Regions from separate parts of the Triticum aestivum genome. Here region 2 is linked to region 1. The links are chromatin contacts, called in public Hi-C maps. All regions are on one chromosome and are shown on one strand. Each heading gives the region's core, a stretch centred on a gene start, on an enhancer-like site or on the middle of the called end of the contact. The rest is flanking DNA. Distances are from core to core; before and after follow the strand shown. Region 1 has its middle 90 kb from the start of LOC123155855. Region 2 has its middle 29 kb from the start of LOC123155855.

Region 1 (5,452 bases), core at 1,980-4,479:
GTTTTGATGACCGAAGTTTGTTCGGAGTCCCAGATGAGATCACGAACGTGGCAACGAGTCTCGAAATGGTCGAGACGTAAAGATTGATATATCGAAAGGCTATATTCGGACATCAGAAAGGTTCGAAGTGATTCGGGTATTTTTTGGAGTACTGGGGAGTTACGGGAATTCACCGGGAGAAGTAATGGGCCTTGTTGGGCCATACGAGAAATAGAGGAGGCATGCCAAAGGGAGGTGGCGCCCCCCCATGGGTCCGAATTGGACTAGGGGAAGGGGGCGACGCCCCCCTTGCCCTTTCCTACTCCCTCTCTACTTCCTTCTCTCCTACTCCTAAAAGGGAAAGGATTCCTACTAGGACTTGCAAGTCCTAGTAGGACTCCATACACATGGCGCTCCCCTAGGGGGCCGGCCTATCTCCCTCCCTCCTTTATATACGGGGGCAGGGGGCACCCCAAAGACACACAAGTTTATCTTTTAGCCCTGTGCGGTGCCCCCCTCCATAGTTACACAGCTCGGTCATATCGTCGTAGTGCTTAGGTGAAGCCCTGCGCCGGTAACTTCATCATCACTGTCGCCACGCCGTCGTGCTGACGAAGATCTCCCTCGGCCTCAACAGGATAAAGAGTACGAGTGTCGTCATTGAGCTGAACATGTGCTGAACGTGGAGGTGCCATACGTTCGGTGCTTGGATTGGTTGGATCGCGAAGATGTTCGACTACATCAACCGCGTTAACTAAACGCTTCCGCTTTCGGTCTATGAGGGTACGTGGACACACTCTCCCCTCTCGTTGCTATGCATCACCTAGATAGATCTTGCGTGATCTTAGGATTTTTTTTGAAATTACGGCGTTCCCCAACAGCCTCGAAGACGTAGCCGGCGGGGCTGGGGCCAAGCACGCGGGCGTACGCGCGCCGGTACCCATCAAAGTTGAGCGTCTCCAGCCCAATATCCTGGCTGGGCTGCCACAACGGGTCGTCCACATGTGTCACCTTCACCAGCTCCTCCATGGCCGCCAGCCCGAGCTCAAGCAGCGCGCCACGGTCGATGGCGACGCCTTCGCCGCCGAGGCCATTGTCGAGGCCGCCGCCCATGATGCCAGCGGGCAGACGCATGGCCGCCGAGCCGCCACCCATCAGGTCAGGGATAGATTGCATCCCATTCCCATGAAGCCGTTGTTGTCGCCGATGGCGAGGTCGAGGCTGGAGCAGAGGGAGGACAGCAGGCTCAGCGGCGAGGAGATGGCGGAGATGGGGAGACCGAGGAACTTGCCAGCGAGCGCGCAAACACGGTCCAGCTCGTCCTTGAGGCGTGAGTTCTCGATGCGCAGGTGCTGCTCCTCCGGTGACACCTCCCCGAGCACGGCTGCGCCGCCGCAATTGCCGCAAGTGGGTCTCCGCATCGCCTCCCGGATCGTCATGTTCTCCATCCGCAGCTTGTCGTTCTCCTGCCGTAGCAGCGCGTTCTCGTGCCGCTTGATCTTCGTCTGCAACCAGCCCACCCAGACATGATTACCAAAAAGAAGGAAATTGATTCTTCTTGGCCTAGCTTGTCACATCAACCGACACGTCGCACCAAAATAGATAGAAGATTGTTTTGGTTGACAGTCCGACCTTCATCTGGGTGCGGCGATTCTGGAACCAGAACTTGACCTGGCGGCTCTCTAGGTTGAGCCGCCGGCTGAGCTCCATGCGCTGTTTCTCGTCGGGGTGAGGGCACTCCTTGAACACGCAGCCAAAAATGAATCAGTCAAGCAAGCTGTAATTTAGGGCTAGATAGAAAGTAGACCAAGAACCTGAGAGAATTGTAACAATTGCTTACGCCCTGAGCTCTTGGATTTGCTGCGGCGTCTAGCGGTGGTAGCGCTTCTTCTTCTTGCGCGGGTTGCTGTTGTCCGGGTCGAGCTCATCGGCGGAGGCGCCGTCCAGGTTGTCGCTGCTGGAGTGGCTGTCGTTCTCGTCCTCCCGCGCGCGGCCCAGCGAGTCGCCGTCGCCGCCGCTCTCCGTGCTCCCCATGAAAGCGCCGCCCAGCTGACCTCCGCCCTCCATGTTCGTCTGCCAATTAAACCGATTAAAATCCAAGGCAATTAAACACGGCAAAGAAGAGAAACTGGCCAATTAATTAAGGCTAGCAAACACGCATGAACGGTCGGGTGGTAGTGTAGAATATAGCATACCAGGCCGAGGGAGAGGCTAGTGGAGGAGGCGAAGCCACCGCCACCGCCGCCGGCGCCGAGCCTGGGGATGGGCGGCAGGGTGAATAGGCGGCCGGTGTTGTGCATGCCGGGGCCGCCCTCGTCGGCGTCGTAGGAGAAGACACCGGAACCGGCGCCGTCGAACCCGATTCAGTTTCAGCCGAGACGTGCAGCACGGGGAAGGAGAAGGCAGGGGGTATTTGCAAAAACGTGTGTGCTGACGAGCTCGGGCCCGACGAGTCCAGTTGTCGCTCTATGATTGGTCCAGGACCAAAGTTGCACATTGGGTGCAAGTTCTGGGACTGGGTAGAGTCATTTTGCAAGTTGTAGGACCAAATCATTACATCTCGGACAAATTCAGGACCCCAATGCTTTTAACTCTGAACTAAAGGAGTAAAATATGGTTAAAGAACAACAAAGCATTGAAGGCAGCTTATTTTGGAAAAGGGAATAAATATACACAAAGCTTTTATACTAGTACTAAAAATGCTTCCGACAAAAGAAAACAAAACTGTATACAACATGATGTGTGGGCTGGGCCGGCCACTCCAACGGCTAGAGAGGGAGAGGTGTCCAGATGATGCCAACGGAGGCCAGAAACTTTCGACACCATGTACCTATACTAGCAGCAATTCTCAAAAAAAAAAACCTATACTAGCAGCTGGATACCATACCATGCTCTCTCAACCACAGCTTCCCTCTCCCTGCAGCGACAGCAAAGAAGCGTACAGCTCTAGGCTTTTAAAAGACCCCTCCTTTCGCAACACCCCACGCAGCAACTCACTCCCCGACATATCGCGCCTCCCTCTCCACGACACGCTTCCCAGTCTCCACGCCCTCTGGCCTTGCCGACACGAAACAGTCCACACGAGATAAATCGCGAGAGACTGCGGCGCTGGGCACGAGACGGGCCGGGCGAGTGGTGGTTGGTCCCCACGCAAAGGACGTCGTCGTCCTCGGCCCCACCCAGGGCGAGCGGACGGTTCTGCCCCTGTGCTCCTTGCAGTTCGTTGGCCCAGGGGCAGTCCCCGCGGGTGCGTAGGTCTGGCCCTGTCACGTCGTGTCTCTCTCCTCATGCTGCCTCTGCTCTGTGCAAGAGAGAGAGAGTGTGACAGCGATCGATGGAAAGAGATGGGTGGGAAGAAAAAGCAGGAGAGAGAAAGGGATGGGGATGGAGCGCAGCGTCACAGGTGATTCGGTTCACTGCTCCCGCAGCAGGTCCGTGCCCCCGTACGCGGCACGCTGCTAACAACATCTCCAACCGCGTCCCCAACAGGCCCTCCAGGCGATTTTTTAGTGTCGGTGACTGTCACGCTCTTAGGACCTCGTTTAGCGGCGGTTTGGGCCAAATTCAGACCCGGCGATCCCGCCCCGAACCCAAACGACGCGGGTGTCGTCTGGTGGCGCCGGCAGAAGCGAAAAGTGACGTGGGGCCGCTCTGTCGGCGAGAGGAGGCCCTTTTCCCGTCGTTTCCTCCCGCTTCCCCCCTCGACTTCCTTCTCATTCTTCATTCCTCCCGCCAAACTCCGCCTCTTCCCTTCCAAGCCACCCGCCATGCCGCCAAAAAAGTACATGATGCCCCGCGTCACGACGGATTCCACAGCCGTCGTCGTCGCCCAGCCGAAGCAAAGGAAGCAGAGGGCGCCGCCGTCCAAGCCTCCGGGCATGACCAACGCCGACTGGAAGGCGGATGTGCAGCGCTGGGAGACCGTCACCGCCGATAGGCGCAATAGGGCCAAGAAGGCCAGGGAGAGAGCGGCGGCTGCGATGGAGCAGGTGGAGCACGCGGCGGCCGAACAAGCCGAGGCGGCTCGCGCGACGATGATGAATCAGTTCGGTGGGCACGGCCTGCATGGGTCCTAGTGCCAACAAAGCGTCGGCTCTCCGTCCGGGCTCTCGTCCTCGCCACACCCATGGAGCACGCCGTCGCCGGGCTATGCCGATGGCGACGTCCACGGTGGTTTCAACCCCAACATCACCTTTCCCCATGGGCGTCCGGTCCAGCGTACGCCCTCGCCCGCGTTCGCTGGTGTGCAGTACCCTCTGTACATGTACTCGCCGCCGGACTACGCAGCTTCACCGACGCCACCTCTCCGCCGCGACCTCTACTCGCAAGCCTCCTCCTCATCGCATCTTGGCGACGCCGATGCGACGTAGCCCGACATGGAAGACATCATCGCAGCCGGCTCGGCTGCCGCCACCGCTACCCTCGGGTTCACTACCCAAGACGACTCGATTGATCTCGGTGACATGGATGTCGAGCTCGACTACGGCGAGGAAGAGCCAGAGGAGGAGGGAGGAGGAGAGGAAGAGGAGGAGCCCGACGCTGACGAGGAAAGGCAAGAAGAAGAAGAAGAAGAAGAAGAAGAAGAAAGTGTCGGCCAAGACTGGCGAGCCGCGCATCAAGTGGGCGACCAAGGAAGATGAGTGCCTCGCCAAAGCGTGGAAGGTCGTCTGCCTCGACCCGACCACCGGCACAAACCAGAGCTTCGACACGTATTGGTACCGCATCAAGGCCGAGTTCGATGAGTGCAAGCTCGTCGACCCCTACTTCAAAGGCGTTCACATGCAGCGGGGGTCGAAGGCGATGGCGAACCATTGGGGGCTCATCCAAACGGCGTGCAACAAATGACATGGGATCGTCGAGGAGGTCGCGGCAGACGGGGATCAGCGTCGAGGATCAGGTACAGCATGCCACCCTCTCCCTGTTCCTCTTACCGTGCGCGCCCATTTGCGCTCCGTGCGGACTGAGGCCTGCTCTTCGGCGCAGCTGCTGCGCATGTTCGCCATGTACCGCGATAACAACACCGACCAGGAGTTCAAGTACCTCCACGTCTTCAAACAGATCCACAAGTGCGAGAAGTGGGCGGATATCCGACGCACCCTCGCTAAGGCCAAGGAGACGTACAAGCCAGACACGCCGACACCGGGAGCGGCAGACGGGCGTACGGACGGCAACAAAGGGGCCGAGAAGGCGAAACACGCCGAGCCGGCTGCCGCACGCATGCAAGAGTCCATCGAGCACTGGCTCGACAACGCCAAGACTAGGGCCGCCCAACGAAAAGAGAAAACTGAGGCGAGGTGGGCTGCTTTGATGACGAACATTGCCGTCAAACTCGACTTGCTCCGGTCCAACGTCACCACGAAGAATAGGAACAACGACCTGGCTTTGTTGATGGGCGGCGCTTACATGCTCCAGAGCGGCGACAAGAAGCTCAAGGCATGGTTCTTGGCGGAGCAAGGCCTCATCCTGAACCAGA
Region 2 (5,452 bases), core at 1,058-3,557, 61 kb before region 1:
TATTTCGAAGGCCTTCGATTCGGTGCGGTGGCCGTTCTTGCTTGAGGTGATGCAACAAATGGGGTTTGGCCCTCGGTGGAGATCCTGTATCTGTGGAATCCTTTCAACATCCACCACCAAAGTCATGGTAAATGGAGACCCCGGCGACACCATCTATAACTGCAAGGAGCTGCGACAAGGGGATCCGATATCGCCGATGCTATTCATTCTTACTATGGAACCGTTGCAGAGGTTGTTTCAGAGGGCCACGACTAGTGGTGTGTTGGAGCCCTTGGCACATACAGGTATGAGGCAGCGCTTGTCTATATTTGCTGATGATGTGGTGGTGTTCATCAAGCCCAAGTCCACGGAGCTAAACATATGCAAGAACATTCTGGAAATGTTTGGAGAGGCTTCGGGCTTGAGGATAAACATGGGCAAATCGGTGGCCCTACCGATAAGATGCAATGATCAGGAGGCAGGTACGGTGTGTCATCGGCTGGGATGCCCGAGAGGGGCTTTTCCAATTAAGTACCTTGGGCTGCCGCTGACCTTGAGGAAGCAGTCCGCGGCACAAATGCAGTTTCTAGTTGATCAGATGGCAAATTGTCTGCCTAAGTGGAAAGCGGCTCTAATGCCGAAGAGTGGGCGGCTTACATTGGTGAAGTCTGTGCTCTGTGCCATGCCCATCCACGCCATGATGGCGCTCGACTTACCAAAGAAGACGATTGCGGCAATGAACAAAGTGTGTAGAGGCTTCCTATGGTGCAGAAGAGCGGAAGCTAACGGAGGGAACTGTGCGGTTGCTTGGGATTCGGTGTGTGCGCCGAAGTGGGCTGGTGGCTTAGGGATACCTAACCTTAGATGGCTGAATGTGGCCATGCAAGCCAGGTGGGCATGGCTCACAAGAGTGGACACGAGTAGACCTTGGAGCGAGTTCAAGATCAAGATCCCCAAAGAAGCTAAGTTACTTGTCCAGGCGGCTATGAGGAGTGAAGCAAACTGTGGTCTCCATACACTTTTTTGGGAGGATCGTTGGCTAGATGGTATGCGGATACAAGAGATTGCTCCAACAATATATGGTATGATCCCAAGGCGGACCAGATTGACGAGATCAGTCGCCCAGGCTGTGCAAAATGGGTCTTGGGCATCGGATGTTGGCCCGAATATTGGTGAGGGAGCATTGCAGGAGTACTTACAGCTTTGGATCAAAGTAAGCACGTGGGAGCAGCAGGCGGATGGGCCGGACTTGGTCGGTTGGTCATGGGAGACCAACGGCCGTTTCTCGGTGCGCTCGGCTTACGCGGCAAAATTTTGGGGACGGACGGTTGAGCCTATGGCAGAGCTGACCTGGAAGTCTCACGCCCCAGCTACCTGCAAGTTTTTTGCTTGGCTTGCCTTAAGAAACAGGTGTTGGACCTCTGACAGACTGGCGAGGAGAGGCCTCCCACACCAGGATGCATGCCCCTTATGCGACCAGGAGGACGAAACGATTGATCATGTGCTACTGACGTGCGTCTTTGCCAGGTCAGCGTGGGCTGCAGTATGTGAGGCGCTGGGCATGCTGGACTGGACTCCGACTGCACACGATTCCTTAGCCATCTGGCTTGCGGAGAAGCATGGGACTAACGGCTGGCACAAGAAGGATCTTCATACGGTTTTCTTGCTGACTTTGTGGGAGTTGTGGAAGCATCGCAATGCTATTATGTTTGATGGGGCATCACCTTCGTTAGGTGTTTTACTAGGTAGAGTAAGGTCGGAAGGAAGAATGTGGTCTATTGCCGGCAAGTTTAAGAGAGACATGGACCCCTTCTTCCTTCGGCTTGAACGGTGGGCTAGTAGTGAGGATTAGGAGTGTTGTAATATGAACCTTGGAACTATGATGGAGGCACTCTTTGCCTTTCTTCTATAATATATAATATGCACACTCGTGCATATTTGAGAAAAAAAATTAATTTACAGAGGGAGTACCTTTTTTCTTTTGGGGGAATCGTCACTTACCTTGAACTGTATCTATCGCCGTAGTCGTCGACGATTTTTTTCTCTTTAAGTTTTTTCAGCAGTCAAAATGAAAAGATTAAATAAGCATAGATAAAGAAATACCTAGACCAGATTTTGCATGTTCACGGTGGGAAGGGTAGGAATCCACGAGAAAAGGTCGAAGCGAGAGAAAGACGCGTCCATCCACCAGTCCCTTTCAGCCAGCAACATATTCCCAATACTAAAACCATTATTCACATTTCAGAAAATCGCTGCCCCGTGCTACCCAGAGAGAGAAGTTTAGAGAGAGAAAGAGAAATCAAGACAGCGATCGAGTTGATGTGAAGGCACCTCCATCTCGTGTCATCTCGCCATGAGCTGCGAAATCATGGATTCCGCGTGCTTATATCGTGATAAATCGTAACGGGAAAGATGAGTTTGTTGGAAGAAACTCGGACCCAACGTGCCTTGTTTCTTTATGCTCTGATTGCGACGTCGATTACCAGTAATCGTTCGTTGTTTAATGAAGCCGTCCTGGGAAAGGGATAGATAACCTAGGGCTAGAAAAGAGCAGATGACCGGCGATTCAGGCAGAGCCATCGACGTGGACATCCTCCCACCCGACATCACCCCCACCCGACTCTTTCTCTCAGCGCAACTCTCAAAACGGATGTCTGTTCTATTTGGATTTTGTCAAGTTTGTCCGTTTGATGCAGAAAAATGTACTCCCTCCATTTCTAAATGTAAGTCTTTATAAAGATTTCACTGTTGGACTACATACAGAGCAAAATGAATGAATCCACACTTAAAATGCATCTATATACATCCGTATATAGTTTATAGTGGAATCTCTAGAAAGATTTATATTTAGGAACGCAACGAGTATAATCTTGTCCGGTTTTAGACGTCCGCCGCTCTGCGCACCCAACCGGCCGCTCCATTCCAACTTTTCTGCCGACGCCTGTGCCATCACCGCTAACGCCCCGGGTGCCCTCGCGCAACCCGTGCAGCGGCACCAGCTACATCTCGCAGCGGTAGCGTGTGCTGGCCTGCCGCGCTTGCGCTCCGCCTCGCCTGCTCGCGCCCGCCCGCCTGCGCCCTCCCCGCCTCGTCGCGAGCTCGTGCCGCCGGCGCGTGCCTCGCTCATGTCCTTCCTGCGCCTTCTCCGCAGCGGCCTGCCGCGCGGGCCCACGTCTGCCCGCGCCGCGCCCGCCTGCCCACGCTCGTCGTAGCCAGCTCGTCTGCTCGTCCGCCGCTGCGCTCGCCAGGACTGCCGGGGACGAGCGCCAGCGGGGACTGCAACTGCTGCTGCTCCTGCGAGGTGTGCGAGCAGGGAGAGGCCGGCATCGCCAACGACTACAGCACCGTGGGTGGGTTGGTGAGAGAGAGAGAGAGAGAGAGTGGGAGGTGGGTGATATGTGGGTCAGCCCCGGACCAGCGTGGACGCACGGGCGCAGAAAACGTCCGCTTGTGTTAGTTTCAGACGCAAAGCCAAACCGACTTTGCGCCAAGATGGGGCGAGCCGGACCATAAACGGACGGATTTTACGGATAGGGGCGCGTGTTGGGCCGTCTTGTATGTCCGCTTACCCCCAAATGGACAGACCCAAACGATTTGGGGTCCTGCACTAGAGTAGCCCTCACCACGCGCATCATTCAAACAACCAGAGTCCTCAAATTACATCTGGAAACATCCAGCACAGCTGCCCCCAACATTTGCACAAACCACAGCGTAAGACATAAAATTACATTGAAGCCCTTCTAGGTCCTTGTGTCAATGGGCTATCGTCTTCAACGCCGGCCGCTCCTCCGTCATGCACTCTTTCTTCTTCTGTACTGTTGTCCCTAAAGGAAGATTGCGTGCATACGCCACCACCATTGTAGGTGAGTATCACATGTGTGCCACCCAACGGACGCGATCTAGGAACCGGTTCCAACACATCGGCCAGGAAACGCAAGCCAAAATCTTAACCGCCGCAAGGAACGGAGGAAGGAGAACACCATGTACAGAGTCGGTGACGAGGAAGAAGAAGCTGCCCATCAGGTCAAGGCTTCCCTCGCCCGCCATCGCGGCTAATGGCAACTAAGTTTTTGAATGAATATTTACTAAATTATGTTACCTTGGGCCATCTGGTTATCCTTATCCCTTGAGGGATAGCCAGAAAACGAGATGCCCCATAAGAACAAGAGAGTAGTGGATATGATGGGAACTAAAGCAGGGCTAAAGCATTTTCAAAGGGTCCAGATTCACCAATGGCATTTCTGATACTTAATAGTCCCTCCGTCCCAAAATTCTTGTCTTAGATTCGTTTAGATACAGATGTATCTAATACTAAAACGTGACTTGATACATCTGTATTTAAACAAATCTAAGACAAGAGTTTTGGGACGGAGGGAGTAGTATAGAAACACAAACTTTGCTTCAGATATGAAATCCTTGTTATATGTGTACTATGTGGGCCGAGCCAAAATAAGATACATGCATAATACCCCCGACTGTTCCTTCGACCCTAGGATGGTAAAACCATGCACCCTTTAGCCACCTATATAAGGAGAGGCCAGGGGTGCTCCCTAGAAACACATGATTGCGCAAGGTTTGCCCCCTCTCTCTTCCTCGTTCTCTTCTTGGAAATTTTTCCTCTGTCGAAAGGCTGCTCGACCTCCACCCTAGTTCTCCAGCATAGCTACCTGCTGGTCTGGTGCTCTCTATAGAGGCATTATACATTCGGTGCTTGACCTACAGATCAATTTGAGGGACTAATTCTCACTGATGTGAGGTATAACCTAGTTGTGGGAATATGTATCAAGATGCCTCACAAAGTCACCTCTCTAACACATTTACATTGGTAAGCAATCTAGTGTAGATCCAATCGTAATTGCATCTTCATAGTGACGATGGGATGATTAGTAGGCGCATTTTGTTTTCTACTATGTTTCCAAACACAAAGAATGTGCCCCTTGCCCCAGCTGTTGAGAAGGCAAGTTCTTCATCCGCGAAGCTTTCCACTCCGCCTCCTCTGAAGAAGTCAACACTTCCCTCTGCCTCCTTATCGAAGAAAAGTAAGGCTCCAGAGAGTGAAGCTAAAAAGAGAAGGCTTCAGAACCCGTTGAGAAGCCAACAAAAAAGAAGCAAAGTGACAGTGTCACTATAAATGAGCCAATTTTTTTCCGCCATTGGCCTCAATGCCACCTCTTGTGTCGATCGTTTGGCACAAAACATGAAGAAAACCCGAAGATTCCGCCTATTAAAAGATGGATGAAGAAATTGTCGCCTTTGATGACACTACTCTTATGGTATCATTGCCTCACCCTACAGAAACTGAAGAAGTTGCAGGTAAAGAAAGCGAGCATGTGGATATTAGAGATGCCCCAAAATCAAGAATTCATGGTGACTATTAGGCTCAAGAACATTCAAATTCTCCTCTCCACACCACCCCTCATGTGGAATCTTCTGAATTGCCCTTTGACATTGTGCCTATTCAACTTGAATTAGA

The links. A called contact is a pair of places that touch in the nucleus more often than the background predicts.
Region 2: a Hi-C map of leaf shows a contact between it and region 1, with 2.5 times the contacts expected there. The contact joins two enhancer-like sites. A contact is called at or near these places in 3 of 5 Hi-C or Micro-C datasets (leaf and root).

What each region holds. Positions count from the first base shown.
Region 1 is chr7B:338,018,593-338,024,044 of IWGSC CS RefSeq v2.1, reverse strand. It overlaps the pseudogene LOC123157949. Among protein-coding and RNA genes, the nearest start is that of LOC123155855, 90 kb to the left of the region's middle. Within about 2 kb of position 3,229, at least 7 of the 8 cell types and tissues checked have an H3K27ac peak or open chromatin away from gene starts, as enhancers often do. A contact at or near this core is called in leaf, where this site is marked.
Region 2 is chr7B:338,079,091-338,084,542 of IWGSC CS RefSeq v2.1, reverse strand. No RefSeq gene overlaps it. Among protein-coding and RNA genes, the nearest start is that of LOC123155855, 29 kb to the left of the region's middle. Within about 2 kb of position 2,307, at least 4 of the 8 cell types and tissues checked have an H3K27ac peak or open chromatin away from gene starts, as enhancers often do. A contact at or near this core is called in leaf, where this site is marked.